2 separate regions of the Canis lupus genome follow, and region 2 is linked to region 1. The links are chromatin contacts, called in public Hi-C maps. All regions are on one chromosome and are shown on one strand. The core of a region is the stretch at or near the end of the contact, and the rest is flanking DNA. Distances in the headings are between cores, read along the strand shown. Region 1 holds the start of ZAR1L (ZAR1-like protein). Region 2 holds the start of FRY (protein furry homolog).

Evidence for each region. Hi-C and Micro-C count contacts between places; a contact is called where the count stands out from the background.
Region 2: a contact with region 1 is called in a Hi-C map of skin fibroblasts, with 2.1 times the contacts expected there. The contact joins the promoter of FRY here to the promoter of ZAR1L in region 1. A contact is called at or near these places in 4 of 9 Hi-C or Micro-C datasets (amygdala, blood, liver and 1 more).

The regions. Positions count from the first base shown.
Region 1 is chr25:7,848,500-7,855,281 of UU_Cfam_GSD_1.0, reverse strand. ZAR1L (ZAR1-like protein) reads right to left here and starts at 3,983. Exons shown (of 4, transcript XM_038573332.1): 1 at 2,833-3,983; 2 at 2,223-2,315; 3 at 623-697. The coding sequence starts at 3,498. It overlaps BRCA2 (BRCA2 DNA repair associated), which reads left to right and starts at 5,298. Exons shown (of 27, transcript NM_001006653.4): 1 at 5,298-5,466; 2 at 6,180-6,285. The coding sequence starts at 6,219.
Region 2 is chr25:8,144,422-8,151,430 of UU_Cfam_GSD_1.0, reverse strand. FRY (protein furry homolog) reads left to right here and starts at 4,419. Exons shown (of 61, transcript XM_038573337.1): 1 at 4,419-4,689. The coding sequence starts at 4,620.

The sequences.
Region 1 (6,782 bases), core at 2,734-5,233:
AGAAGATCTCATCTAATTCTGTGATTTCCTAGACACTGGAAACACCATAAAATCTGATCATAGTTTTAATGTTTACTATTTGTCTAAACTTGAGCAAGTTATTTTCTTCTTGAACTTTAGCTTTCTGGTCTGTAACATGGGGATAACACATACCTCGAAGTTTAGATTACAGGAGATAATGTAAAACACTTACCCCAAAGTTTGGTATATAGTAAAAATTTAATATAGGCTACCTATTAAGTTACTATATCCATATGGAATTGTTGAAACACTGAAACTAATTGTACACCCGAAACCAATTTAACACTGTATGTTAAGTGGAATGAAAATAAAAACTTTAAGAAGTTGCTACATCCAAACTACAGAGTGTTTGAGAAACCTATAGCCCATATATAAACATACCATATAAAACAACTTAAAAGAGCCCATCTTTCTCCCTTCCCTACATCTGCCAAAAATCTAGAATTTATTTTTCTAAAATAGTTTAAAAATTCAAGGAATAGAAAACTTAATACTCCTATGCAAATAATAAATTCTATGAAATCCCAACATTTTGCCACAGAAGCTTCATATTTAAGAATGGCAACATTATCAACACAACGAAAGCAGTCCATATCCTTACCTGACATTGGATTGCTTCTACTCGATAAGGGTTAAAACTCTTTTGGCATTTGCAACATAGTTGTTTGAAATAAACCTAAGGAGAAATAAGTCTTTTTTTTCATACAAGATTATATGTACCTTACTTAGACTCTTAGTTCTTAAGTAATCCATTCCCTTACTTTGTGCCTTGTTTTTGCCCAACCTCTACCCTGAGGTCTTAAAGTCTTCTAATGCTATCACTTTTTCCTCACCCTTTGAACCTCATTTTCCTTACCTGTAAAAATCGAGATACTACCACTTATTTTCTATAATTCTGACAACTACTCAATAATGTAGTTTTTTACTACAGTAAAACTCTCAAATAGGAAGTAGCTATTATAATTTTACTCATTGTGTGGGCCAAACCTTTGACCTTCACCTTCTGTCCTAGTCTATGAATCTCTATTTTTTCATTTTATCATCATTTTCCTGTTTGAACTTTGAAATATTTGTAGTTACCCATACATATGGTTTCTCAACTCTGCATTTTCTTGTGTGCATTTTCTCCATGCTTTGCTTGATGAAATCCTATTTATCCTCTAAAATCATGATGCCTTCCCTCCGACAGGGTAATCATCCTCATCCTGTGTTATTTTTGCACCACTTCTATGGTACTGGTGCCACTATGTCTATCACCAAAATTTCATATGTGTCATTCTTATGAGAATAAATTTCTTAAGAATAAGTTCTAGATTTTGTTCTTTGCATCCTACCATCTTGTAGTATTTTAATTAAACCCACTGTTTTTCTTCTGGCAAGAGAGGAAAGTAATTTTAGCATAGTTTTAAAAGTTATTTGCCTCCAGAGCCTAGTAAATGGCTAGTATGAAAAGTCAAGTTCTCACTCAGGTCTTAGCACGCCTCCTTGCCCTCTCCTTCTATAGACCATTAGCCAGAAACGAGAAAGCAAAGGGGACTCAAACTCAACTGCTTGTTGAAGTTAATGAAATAGACCAGATGTAGACTATTGCAAAATCAAGCGTGCATGCCCAGTGAAAGGAGCTAGAAGCTAAGTCCCAGCCTACTGTTTTCACATTGAAATGAATCTATAGGGACCAGAGTCTAATCAGGGAAATCTGGAAATGTCAATCGTGAAGTCTTTGCCAATCTTAATATGTTGACAACTAATTCAAATTAAGAGGGGAAAACTGCTTAGCCTAAAGAAGTCTCTCCAAGGCTAACCTTTACAATAAATTTACAAAATTCTTTTATTGCTCCACCTTGTGGACAGACTATGGAAATTTCCAGAAGCTAATGCCCAAACAGGTATATTCAAAATATACCAACTAAAAAATTATACAGTTCCACTATACACAAGAACGAGAGTTCACCTAAATCACCTGAGATTTTGTTCAACAGAATTACCAAACCAAATATAACACCAGATTTAAGAGCCTTCAGGAGTTCATGTGGACAGTCCAATTCAGTTCAAACATTAAGTACCTATTAAGTGCCTGGCACTAAGGATGCCAAGATCAATGAGATACCGTTATAGTCATGCTCCATCAGGAAATATTCTCCTTCTATTTAACATCTGTGTCTGCCCCACTCTCCTCCCACATCCGGCTCACTTTTACTTACCTTATTAGTTCCAGAAATGCACCACACATAAGCACTCTCCCATCTGGTCTTACAATCTTTACAATGAAAATAGCCATATTTTGCTTCCAAAAACTGCAAATAAAGGGGTAAAGTCTTTTACAATCATGGGGGGGGGGGTGAAGCCAGATTGTCTTTCCTCCTGGCTTCATATAAAGAAACAAAAAGTATCCCTTAACCCCATTCATAGTTATTATCAAGGCAACCATGATAATTTAGCAGCTCATTTCTCGGAAACAAGAATCCCAGAATAATCCTTGTCTCTCGTACTTTTCTCATGTTCTTTCAACTGCCACCAGCACAATCTCCCCGAACAAAAATCTGATCACATACTTGAGTTGAAACCCCACCTATCTCATTTCCAATAGTAATGGCCATGAGACTTTCTGTTTTCACATGTTTAAAGTTGTCCCCCTATTTGACCAAAAAGTTACAAAACCTATAGGCCACGTAAAACACATTTCCAGAACTACCTCTCCATCAAGTAAAAGGAGAAAGTGAAAGACGATTTTGCTCTGTTGGCCCAGAAATGGAAAAGAGAAAGGTGGGATGAGGCTAGCTGAGACCTGAGGACAGGTAGGAGAAAGTTCACCTGGAAAGTGGGTTTCCTGAGCAGATCTGCTCCACCAACTCCCTGTGCCTGCTTACTCTTCTCTTTCCGAGGACTTGAGGCGTCTTCCTCCTCCAACTCATTGTGCTGGTGAGGCTCCTCCTGCTTGTCTTCTTCTGACCTTGGCATTGGTGGTGGCTGCTGCTGCTGCTGCTCACTGGCCTCAGTGGGATGCAAAAGAGCCTTCCTCTCTTGGTCTTCCCCTTCCCTCTGCAGCTGAATCAAGCTCCTGTGGCCCATGACTGGTGAATAGACTCCCCAGGCTGTCAGGGGTGCCTTGTGGCCTGCACTGCCCCAAGGGGAGCGGCTGCACAGGGTGCGAGGCCCCAGCGAGCACTGCACAGACTTGTCTACCCGTGGGCTCACTTGCACACCCACTTCCCTGGTGTTGGCCCTATAAAGCTGCAAGCTCAGACTGGGGTTCATCTGAGAGAGAATGGCCTTAAGCTGTGCCCTCTTGTAAGGGTCCATGCAGTAGTGAGAGGCATTGGCAGGCACCAGCAACCCAGGCCTGGCCAGGAAATTGGGGGGACCAGTATTTCGCCTCCAGTCAGGCTGTTCGTGTTCAGAGAGTCCAGGATGACCCAAAGGCACTGTATTCCCATAGCCCTGGTACAAGCCATAGGGAACACGGACAAGACGCTCCATCTGCTCACCTGGTGCCCAGGCGCAGCACAATATTCCTGGGCGGTTTCTGTCTCCTAGTTTTGCCTTCCACCTTCATCCACCCCTTCTTTTTCCTGATCAAGTTAGTACAGGTTCATTCCAAGCTTCTCCCTTTATTTCAGATTCCAATGGGAGCTGCTGCCTATTACCCTAATTAAAGGAGGACAGGAGATCTACCTATCTAGAGGTCTAATTTCCACCTGATTCCTAATTGCTCTTCCCTACCTCTCCAATACACTCTTCCTGAATCTTTTTCAAAGCTGTTTTTTATTTCTGACTTCTTATTCACACACATGCTTTCATCAGCAAGTCACCCGTGTATCCTATAATAACTATTTTAGAGATCTTGTTTTAAAGCATATAGTAAATCAAATACAAGTAGTAAGTTATTGAAGCAGCAAAGTAGAAGAGTATATTACGGCAGAGCTAATGAATACAAAGACCCTAGAGCCACAGAAGCAAGGAGAATAGTGTTATGGGCGGGGGGGGGGGGGGGGGGGGGGGGGTGTAGGGGTGTATATAGTGCGAGAAAATGTATTTCAGAGGGTCTTACTGCATGCCAACAGTTCTCATTAACTCACTCCTAGTGAGGACCCATTTCCAAAAAGGTGAAAAAAGCAAGTTGTTTTAATTTACAGGGTAAATGGAAACTGAAACACGGGCTATGTATCTGAAATCAAAGGGAATTGAATGGAAACCTGAGCCTTGTCACTAGGCAAGTTACTTAACCAGATGATTTGGTTTCCCCATCTGACAATACTAACCAATTTACAGGATTTTTTAAATAAGATTTAATGTGATACTACTACATAGCACAAAACAGAATAAATCATGAATGTTCAGTAAGCGGGAACCACCACAGGCTTCAGTGTCTGTGTCGGGAAGGCTCCCTGCTGCAGCTAAAGACTACGATCCAACTAAAGCGCCGCCTATGTAGCCAGCTAGAGGCCACCCTTTTTCTAATCCAAGGCTGTTTCGCTGTTTACTGCTCCAGAGCTTCCCGGAAGCACCAAGGCCTAGGGGTAGCTCAGTCCACACCAGCTGAAAGTTTTCTAGGTTATACAACAAACCTGAATTAAGCTTCGTGCTAATGCCACAGACCCTTCTCCCAGGGCGACTTGGAGAGAAGACAGGCAGAGCCAGGTGACTGGCCCCCCGAGAATGTAAAGGACGCTGCGGGAGCCCGCGGAAGGTGCAGCGCCTAACACTGCAGGAGCGGGTTAAAGTGGTTCCACAGGTTTTCAAGGGGGCAAGCCGGCTTCGAGGGCTCGGAAACCGGCCACCCAGGAGCAGCCCACGGACTAACTGACGCCCGCTGGTCCAGGTCGCATCCCGATCCAGCCACCGGGGCAGTCGGCCACAACCACGTTGACACTGGCGGGCGGACGCCCGCTCTACGGGCAGAGTAAAGGTCTGTCAAAGACCCCGGGTCAGGCCGCCCGCGGCCACCCAAACGCGAGGTGGAGTAGAGAGAATGGGGAGGAGGCGGGGAGTATACACGGGGCGCGGTGACCCCCAGCAGCGCCGCGTCGAGCTGCGAAGGGCTCAGGGAGAGGAGAGCGAGCACCCCGACTCCCTCTTCACACGGTTCCAGGCCGACCGCCCAGCAGCCGAACGAGGACTCGGCTTTCGCCACACGGACGCGCCCGCCGCCCGCCGCCCGCTCCCCGCCCCCTGCCCCCTGCCCAGAACCCGACTTCCGGGAGGCGCGCACGCTGCGTGTCGCGTCATGCGTCACTGCGTGTCGCGTCGGCGGAGCGGGTTTTTGGCGCGAGGATCTGAAAGAAGGTCGGCGGAGGCGGAGGCGGAGCTGCTGGGGCTTGGCGCTCTGGAAGTCGTCCCAGCCGCGGGTCGCCGAGGAAAGGAGCCTGCGGGTCAGCTTTCTGGCCGAAGTGCCGGCGCGAATTTGTTAGCCGTCTCCGGCCAAAAAGAGCGGCACCTCGGAAGGCGGTTAGTGTTGGCTGGGTGGAGACGGACGGGCCTGTCTTCCGCGGCGTGAGGCGGCGGGGGCGGCGCCTCTTCTTCACGGGGCGAGGGCCGGGGCCTCCTGCCCCCACGGCCTCTGCAGCCTCTCACCCACCGGGAGAAAAGGGCCCACGGTTCGGCTCCTCAGCGAGGCAAACGCGAGCCCCGCCCCTTCCCTGGACTCCGCTTCCCCACTTCGCGCCCCGCCAGCCGCCCGGGTTCGCCCTGAGCTGCCCCAGATGTCCCAGCCTGAAATTTCCTTAATCGGAAATACGATGAATTACTTTAACGGACAGTTAATTTTAGAAAATGTTTCACAGCTCCTGGCACACTGTCTGCCTTGCTTAACCCCCAGGCAGTTGCTGCGTTACGAAGATTTACTGATGTGACGTTGTCAGAAGGTACCTCTAATAGGAACCTGTTGCTGACCTGTGCACCCCCCAGCCACACTATTTAAATAACATTTACAGTGCTGTCCGTGAGCCACACCTGCCGCGTTTCGAATGCTTGATGCGGCTAGTGCCACCGTACTGGACAGCGTATATATAGAATGCTCCCATGGTCGCAGTGAGTTGGATTATTGTCCCAAAACATAGGACCGAGGTACATAAGCAGTGTGTTTATCAGCTTCTGATTTTACCTCAGTCGGTTAACCAGGACTGCATCCCTGTGAAGTGTTATTTTGGTGTCTTTTGCAGAGTTATTTACCAAGCACTGGAGTAATATTGTAGATAAAAATGCCTGTTGGATGCAAAGAGAGGCCAACATTTTTTGAAATTTTTAAGACGCGGTGCAATCAAGCAGGTATTGACAAATTTTATATACATCGATCATTTACACTGAGAAAATGTCTTCAGAAAAATACGTAACTGTGCATGCTTGCTGAAAAGAAGCCAACATTTCACGTTTTTGTTTTCACTATGAACTGTTCTGTCAATGCGGTCGTAAGTCAGTTAAGAAAATGATCATTTACCATTATCCAAATGATAAGTATAGAACCTTAGGGATAATGAGGAGACTCACCTCTTGATGAGCAGTAGGAAGAACTGTTTTTAAAGCACAGAACTTTTAGCAAACCTTAAGCGTTGGTACTGTCACTTTAAATCTTTTTTTTTTTAATATTTTATTTATTTATTCGAGAGAGAGAGAGAGAGAGAGAGAGAGGCAGAGACACAGGCAGAGGGAGAAGGAGGCTCCATGCACCGGGAGCCCGACGTGGGATTCGATCCTGGGTCTCCAGGATCGCACCCTGGGCCAAAGGCAGGCGCCAAACCGCTGAGCCACTCAGGGATCCTGGTACT
Region 2 (7,009 bases), core at 3,170-5,669, 300 kb before region 1:
TCTCTGCTGGTTTTTAGCACAAGATAGATCAACCCAAATGATACACATAAAATATATCAAAAAGGTTTTTGATTCATCTTGATACTTTATCTCTAAAGGACCTCATCCTGCATGAAGAGAAACAAAGCTCTTTCTCCATAATTGTCATCATTGAACTCAGGTGATGCTTAATTTGACTTGGAACCATTCTTATTAAGCAACAATACATAATTATAGGAATAGAATATATTTAATGCTTTTTTTAGAATTTTAAACTGAGCAAAAATTGATAAAGCAGTTTTTCTTACAAAGTGATTTTCCTTTGTTTCCTCAGGATGCTAGGAAAACATTTCTCTTCTGCCTAATACATTCTATGCATGAATGTACATGTCACTCTGACAATAATTACACATGTGGGCCCACGTGCAGCCATCCACAGGGAAAGGGGGCGGATTCTAACCCTAACCCAATCAACTCAATCAGACTCTTTAAAACCATTATGAGATGGCTCTTGATGTTGGCAAGCATCCAAATTGTTTGCCTAGCTTTGTTGTCACATTTTTTTTTTTGAACACCACACGTTTTAGTCTCAAAAAAAAAAATTGTCAGATATGCTAGGAAAGAAAAATTAAATATAAATTAAAACATAAACCGATTGCACTTCTGTTGTACATTTTTTCCCCACAGGCAACAGATAGCACTAGGCATGCATGACACGTCTGTTCATTTAGTGGCTCACTCTGTGTTTTTTTTGCATAAGAACTTAGTGTGTGCTAGGGACTGTGACAGATACACAACTGAGAAACACATGGCTCTTCTGAAGAGAGAGTATAGAGTAGGAATTCATGCAGGATGGCTAAATGCCACAAACTGTGATGTACAATCCATGCACCTTTTACCACCTTCATCCCACTGTACTACTCAGCAAGCTAAGACACAGGTTGGCCTCTGCCTTCTTGGAATACTGTTTTCTTAGTTCCTACTGCACCACCTGGGCTACCACCAGTCCATTCACTATATGGATCACAATTAGGTGCCCTTTCCTGAGTTTTGGGCAGATGGTGTAGCACACACCAGAGTGGACACAGCCCATTTTCATCCCTTTACAACTTAGAGAGTAGAGTTCAGGCCAGCTTGCCACTCTCACTCACCCTGGGTCTGGCGTCCTTCTACAGACCACAACCTGTACAACAAATCAAAATAATGTGAAAAATAACAGCCTTCTTCTCTAGATTCCTTTGGGGTGGGGCAAGGCCCCAGGGAACACTTTCTTCTCCAGGCTGGAGCCCAACAGGAAGGCAGTAAGCAGTCCTGGAGAGCCAATGCGGCCCAAAGCACTACTATTATGTAGTGATAACAAGGGTCTTAGCATCTCTTCCTGAATTTTGGATAAGAAGGTTGATAACCCTGATTCTTGCCTTGCTTATGATAATAAATAAATAACTCACTTACTCACTCCAGTTCTAAAATTTACTAGACCTAAATTTTGCCAGCTCTATGACCTTAACCTTATTCTGTGCCTCTTTAAGCCTCCATTTTCTCATCTGTGAAATGGGACTCTTAATAATACTTCATAGGTTGGGGGTAAGGTTTAAATATGATAAGATAGGTATTTTCAAACATAGTATTAATGTTGAATAAATGTAGGTGATGTTATTATCATGTCTCAGGTCACTTTCTGACTTTTTTTTCCCACTCTTGGATACCACTTCCTGAGGACCTTTCAGCTTTTCTGTATTACTGCTACTTTTCTCTGAGCCTCCAACAACTATGCCTAATCCCTTGCTTAAAGATTCATTATATAGTTGCCTAAGATTATTAAGGAAAGACTCCTCATTCCTCTTAAATGACATCTGAAGTCTCATAACAAGCCAGAAACAAATTCAAATTTTATTTTGTATTTTAGGTCCCTCTGTTCAGGTGCCTGTTCTGACTACACTTTTTTTTATAAGTGTCCCCACCCCCGCCAGAGAGGAGACAAAAAGATAAATGTTTTATCCCAGCTTGCAGCAGGTGTCATTCTATTTGATTTGTAGGCCTTTCAACAAAACAAAAGGCCTTTTCTGTTCTTTTACATTATATGCTCTCTTTAAAGGTACTCAAATGAGGAGGAAAAAAAAAGCACACATGATCAAGATTTCTGATTCTAACGGTCAGAAACTGGGCTCTTAGTTACTGATTCCCTCTTCACAGGGAAAATGAGATGCCATTAAAAACATTCTTTTCTCAATAGCATTTAAAATTTTATAATCGTTTCCTCTTGAAGTATATGTGAGTGGCATTCTCAGACAATTAATGTGTTTATAGTAGGATTGAAAACTTTGAAAAGCCAGTTAAGATCTCTTTTATAAGGTGGACCAAGATAATCCTTGTATGCTTGAGTAATGATATATAATAGCATGCTTGCTTATTGCAGCTGTTTGAAATGTCTCCAACTTGCTAGCCCCAAATTGTTTCTATTGGTGTCCAAAAATGATATGGATATGACCTTCCAGGTCATACCAGTGGTACAACCATGTGTATAACTTCCAAAGTTTGATTCTGGATGTCACTAAGGGTTCATCAGAAATATCAATATAGCTAAAGCTTAATTGTTTCCTATATGCAAGCCAAACTATGCCGAGCACTTTATTCATAATGTCATCTAATCTTTCCAACAACTGAAGTCGGCACCATCATTATCCCCCTTTTCCAGGTGAGGGAACTGAGACTTAGTGACATTAATAGCTTGCCCCAGGTCTCCTAGCTAGTAAGGTCTGGAGCCAGGTAGGAATCTGGGGCCTGTCTAGAGAGACTTTGTGCTCATTAACTCCAGGGCACGATGCAACCTCCCCATTCATTCATTACCATGGGGAGGCCTCAGAAAGTTGGGTATGGATGTTAGTTTTTGTTTTTGGATGTGATTATTGTTTTGAGGGAAAACCTTCAGGTGCTGTTTTACTTGGAATCCATACATTCAAAGTACAGGTGACAAAACATAATTAGCTTATCAACTAAAACGTGTGAAAATGAAAAGGAAGTCCATCTGATAAGAGACTTCACTGGAATGAAGCACTACTATGAGTAGAGCTGGAAACCTTAGTGGCTGAGGGCTTGGCTTTTGTGTAAGTGTAGGAGCTTGAAAAGCTTATATTGATGGTGCCTTGGGGCATTTCAGGACATGGTACTAGTTCTCTTCAGTGCTCAATTTTAAAAATTCTTCACCTTAAAGTTATAGTGTACTCTTCCCATGTCTTAAAAGCACTGTTAGTCTAAAAAGTCCTATTTGTGTGTTGACTGGAACAGAGTTGCCCAACATTTTTTATGTTCAATAATTATTAATATGGCTTTATTCATTGCCTTGGAAAATATCAATCAGAAATGTACTGGAAAGGGAGAACTATTCTGTGGTGCATGAGGCGGCTGGCCAAATCCCATCTACTCAAAGGCAGCCTGTCAGAATTAAAATGCATTTATTTAATCCCCGGGCCAAGCTATACGATAACACAAAATGAAGCTAACCGAAATCAGGACACCTGATAGCAAGATTTCATGAACTAAAAAAGCCATTGTACAGCAAGGGATCTAATGCCTTTGCTTCTTATCCTTCTAATACAAATAAATAAGCTTCACTGGCCTGTACGATTCTTAGAAATGATAGGTTTGAGAAACAGATCTGTCGTGGAGCCTGACATTCGGTAAACAAGCGGACTGAGCATCCATCCCCTTCAGACACACACATTACTGGTGGGGTGCCTCAAAACGACAAGCCTTTCTAGGAGGGAGAAGCACAAAGTGCAAGGGAAAGAAAAAGCCTAGCTTTCGTACTGCAACAAGGCTGACAGATGGGGCTTTTAAAAAACGTCACTGCAAGCCAGATCCAGGGGTGCAGCTTTGCTTGCTGCAGCGCCATGCAGTTGTGTATATTTCAGGGACAGACACAAGGGGAAGTAGCAGGCAGTGCTCACGAGCGGGCTGCTCCCTGGAAGCATTTCTGGAGAGAGAGGAGCCACAGAAGCTGGGAAATTCCTCCTCCTCCTCCGGCTGAGTCCGGGGCTGAGTGGTGGCTCAGGTTGAGACCGTGGGCAGGGGCAGGGACCGGGGGCGGCGCTCCCAGCCCATCCCTCAGCCCAGCGGAGAGCTGTGTGGGCTGAGCTGTCTGCACCGTGTCAGGGAGGCCAGCCAGGAAACCCGCCCTCCCGAGGGAAAACGGATCACAGTTCAGGTGGGGACTTCCTTGGTAGCGTACCTGGCTGGAGCAGAGCATGTGGGCGGCCGGCGGCAGGCGGCTCTGGTTATGGCAGCCCAGAAATGAAAGCAGCGGCCGCCGCCGCCTCTGAGGGCTGCAGGCAGATCAGCACCCAGCAAATAAGAAGCAAGTCCTGGACCCCGAGGAGGAGGAGGAGGAGGAGGAGGAGGTGGTGGTGGTGGTGGTGGTGGTGGAGGAGGAGGAGGAGCGGCCGAGCATCTCTCTCCTGCTCCTTGGTGTCCTTTAAATGAGGACTCCCTGCCCGAGCCGGAGGTAGATCTGCAGAGCCTTCCTTTCCGCGGCTGACCCCCGCTTACATCACTAACCTGTGACAGGCACATCTCCACGCCCGGTACCTGCTCCGCCAGCGGCTCCCAGTACAGTCCCGGGAGCCTCTTTGTATACCGCCGACATGGCCAGCCAGCAGGATTCCGGCTTCTTTGAGATCAGTATCAAATATTTACTGAAATCCTGGAGTAATAGTGAGTAATAGAAAATAACCTTTTTTGTTTGTTTGCTGGGTGTTGCGTAAGGTTCGAGAAATAAAATCTCAACTGGAGGCATAAGCTGGTGAGCAGGGAAGTTTTTTTGGTTTGGTCTGCTATGAAAATCAAAATGTCAGAGACTGACCTAGCTTTCCTTAAGTGCAAAGGCTGCAGTGGAATCACAGTAGATTTTGTTTGATTAAATTTTCAAGTGAGATGGCCCTTCAGACTCTGGCAGGGCTCAGGATGGGGCATTCTAGGCTGCACTTTCTGCCTTAATGTTTATTTGATAAGGGTTTATCTAAGTATTTTGTGAAGTGTGGTTTAATCGAAGGGGTGTGGCAGGGTTTCAGAGTAGTTCATAATTGTTTTATTAGGGCATTGTCTGCAGAAAAAAAGTACTTTATAGTCCAAAACCTGGAGTCATCTCTTTTGTATATAGAGGCATTTGCAGGATTTTTTTTTTTTTAAGTCTCTCCCTTGTCCATGTGGATGATGTTCAGAATGCTATTTAATATTTGGATTTGTGAAAATCCTGATGTGTTATAGTCCAAACTAACAACAAGCTTTGCTGAAATATAAACAAGGTTCTGACCCGGATCATTTATTAGGATATCAGAATGTTATGGCTTCTGAAGTTCCATTACTGACCTACTTAAAGATTTTAGCAATAACATATTTCAAAAGGACAGCCTCTAAGGCATCATGGATCTGGAATCAAATTAAAATGAGGCCTTCAGGTGATCAGTGATGTCCGTGTTTTCTGAATAGTTCAAAAACAAAGTCTCCTCTATTTCTCCATCAGCCTTTGTGCTTGCTCTGGATAAAGACCCGCAGGTATTACAGATCCTTAATTGTTTGAAATTTTAAAAAACCTTCCAAGAAAAATTCTGATGCTGTATTACATGCATGCTAATTAACCGACCTGTGCTCAAAGAGCTGACAATTAATTATCCCCTACCCAGATGACCTGTGGCCAAGATTGTTCTTATGTAAACAGAACCTGGGCAGGAGAACCTGTGCCATAATTGCTTTAAGAAAAGAGCCAGAGTACCTTCAGCCTTAAGGTATTCAGGGATATGTATCTCTAAATGATATCCAAAGAAACCATTTTTTCCCCAGGTAATTTTGCACCACTGTATACATGATGAGGCTTGTCTGAAGCTGTTTTTCTACAAGTGGGAAGCCATTTGGGAGTCATACTGTCACCCAAGTAGCATTCCTTTATTTGTTGTAGTCGTAATTCATTTATCTTGGATCCATTATTTGTATAATACTTCACACTCAAGGATGAATCTTCCTTTGTTTATCCATTCTTTGATAAATGAAAGGGATCTGACACCCAGAGTTCTTAATGGAGCAGTTTTCCAATAACTGGAAGGACTTACTGTGAGTTTGACAATAGTATATGGTTTTGAATCCTCATTTTTAGTACACCAAGGCCAGATGATTTCCTATCAATTTTTGTCATTGTCTCATTAGAGAGAAAATTATGTGTGACAGTACTGAGGCCAGTGGGATTTCTTTTAAAATCTTTCTCCCCTTGTCAATTTTCAAATTACTCTAGACAAAGTGTGCATTCTCTCCACCTTTCCTAACTCACCCCCACCCCTACACACACACACACACACACACAGAGGCACGCTCACTCTCTCACATCAGGAAATGGTTCAAAATGACTGTTCATATCTACTTTGAGAGTATCCGGGACACAATTTTGATTTCTTTCAATTCATTCAGCAGATATTTCTTCAACATCTACTATGTCAGGCTGTGAGGCTACAAAGGGGAATAAGACACCATACCTGCCCTCTCTCTTCATTTCTTCATTACAGGAGAGTGAACTTGGTGATTCTATTTAGCGTTCCTTTGGAAGTCAGAATGCTTTTCAGTCCTTTCTGGAAAGAGGAAGAGGAAATATACTTTATGCTTCATGTTCTTTAAGCTTATTGCAACACTAACTTGTTTATAACCTAGCTTAGCTCTCGGTTTTACATATTGTCAGTAGCAAAGAGAGAAAGGAGTTTGTCTGTGTGTAGAAAACAGTAGCCTCGGGGCTTTGACCTACTCAGTGTAACCTGGCTGAGAGGCTGCATCATGGAGCCAGCAGCCCATCGGCCAGCATCATAGGTTTGAGAGGCCAGGATGCCTGCCCACATACCTGAGTAGAGAACTAGGCTCCTAATTATATAGTGGTGCTTATTTATAAAAGTACGACAATTAAAAAGCAATAAAACAAACTGTGTAACTATGGCTGACTGCTTAACAAGGTGGTAGTAAGAGGAGAGAGGATTCCAAGAGCATGCCCGTTAAGATT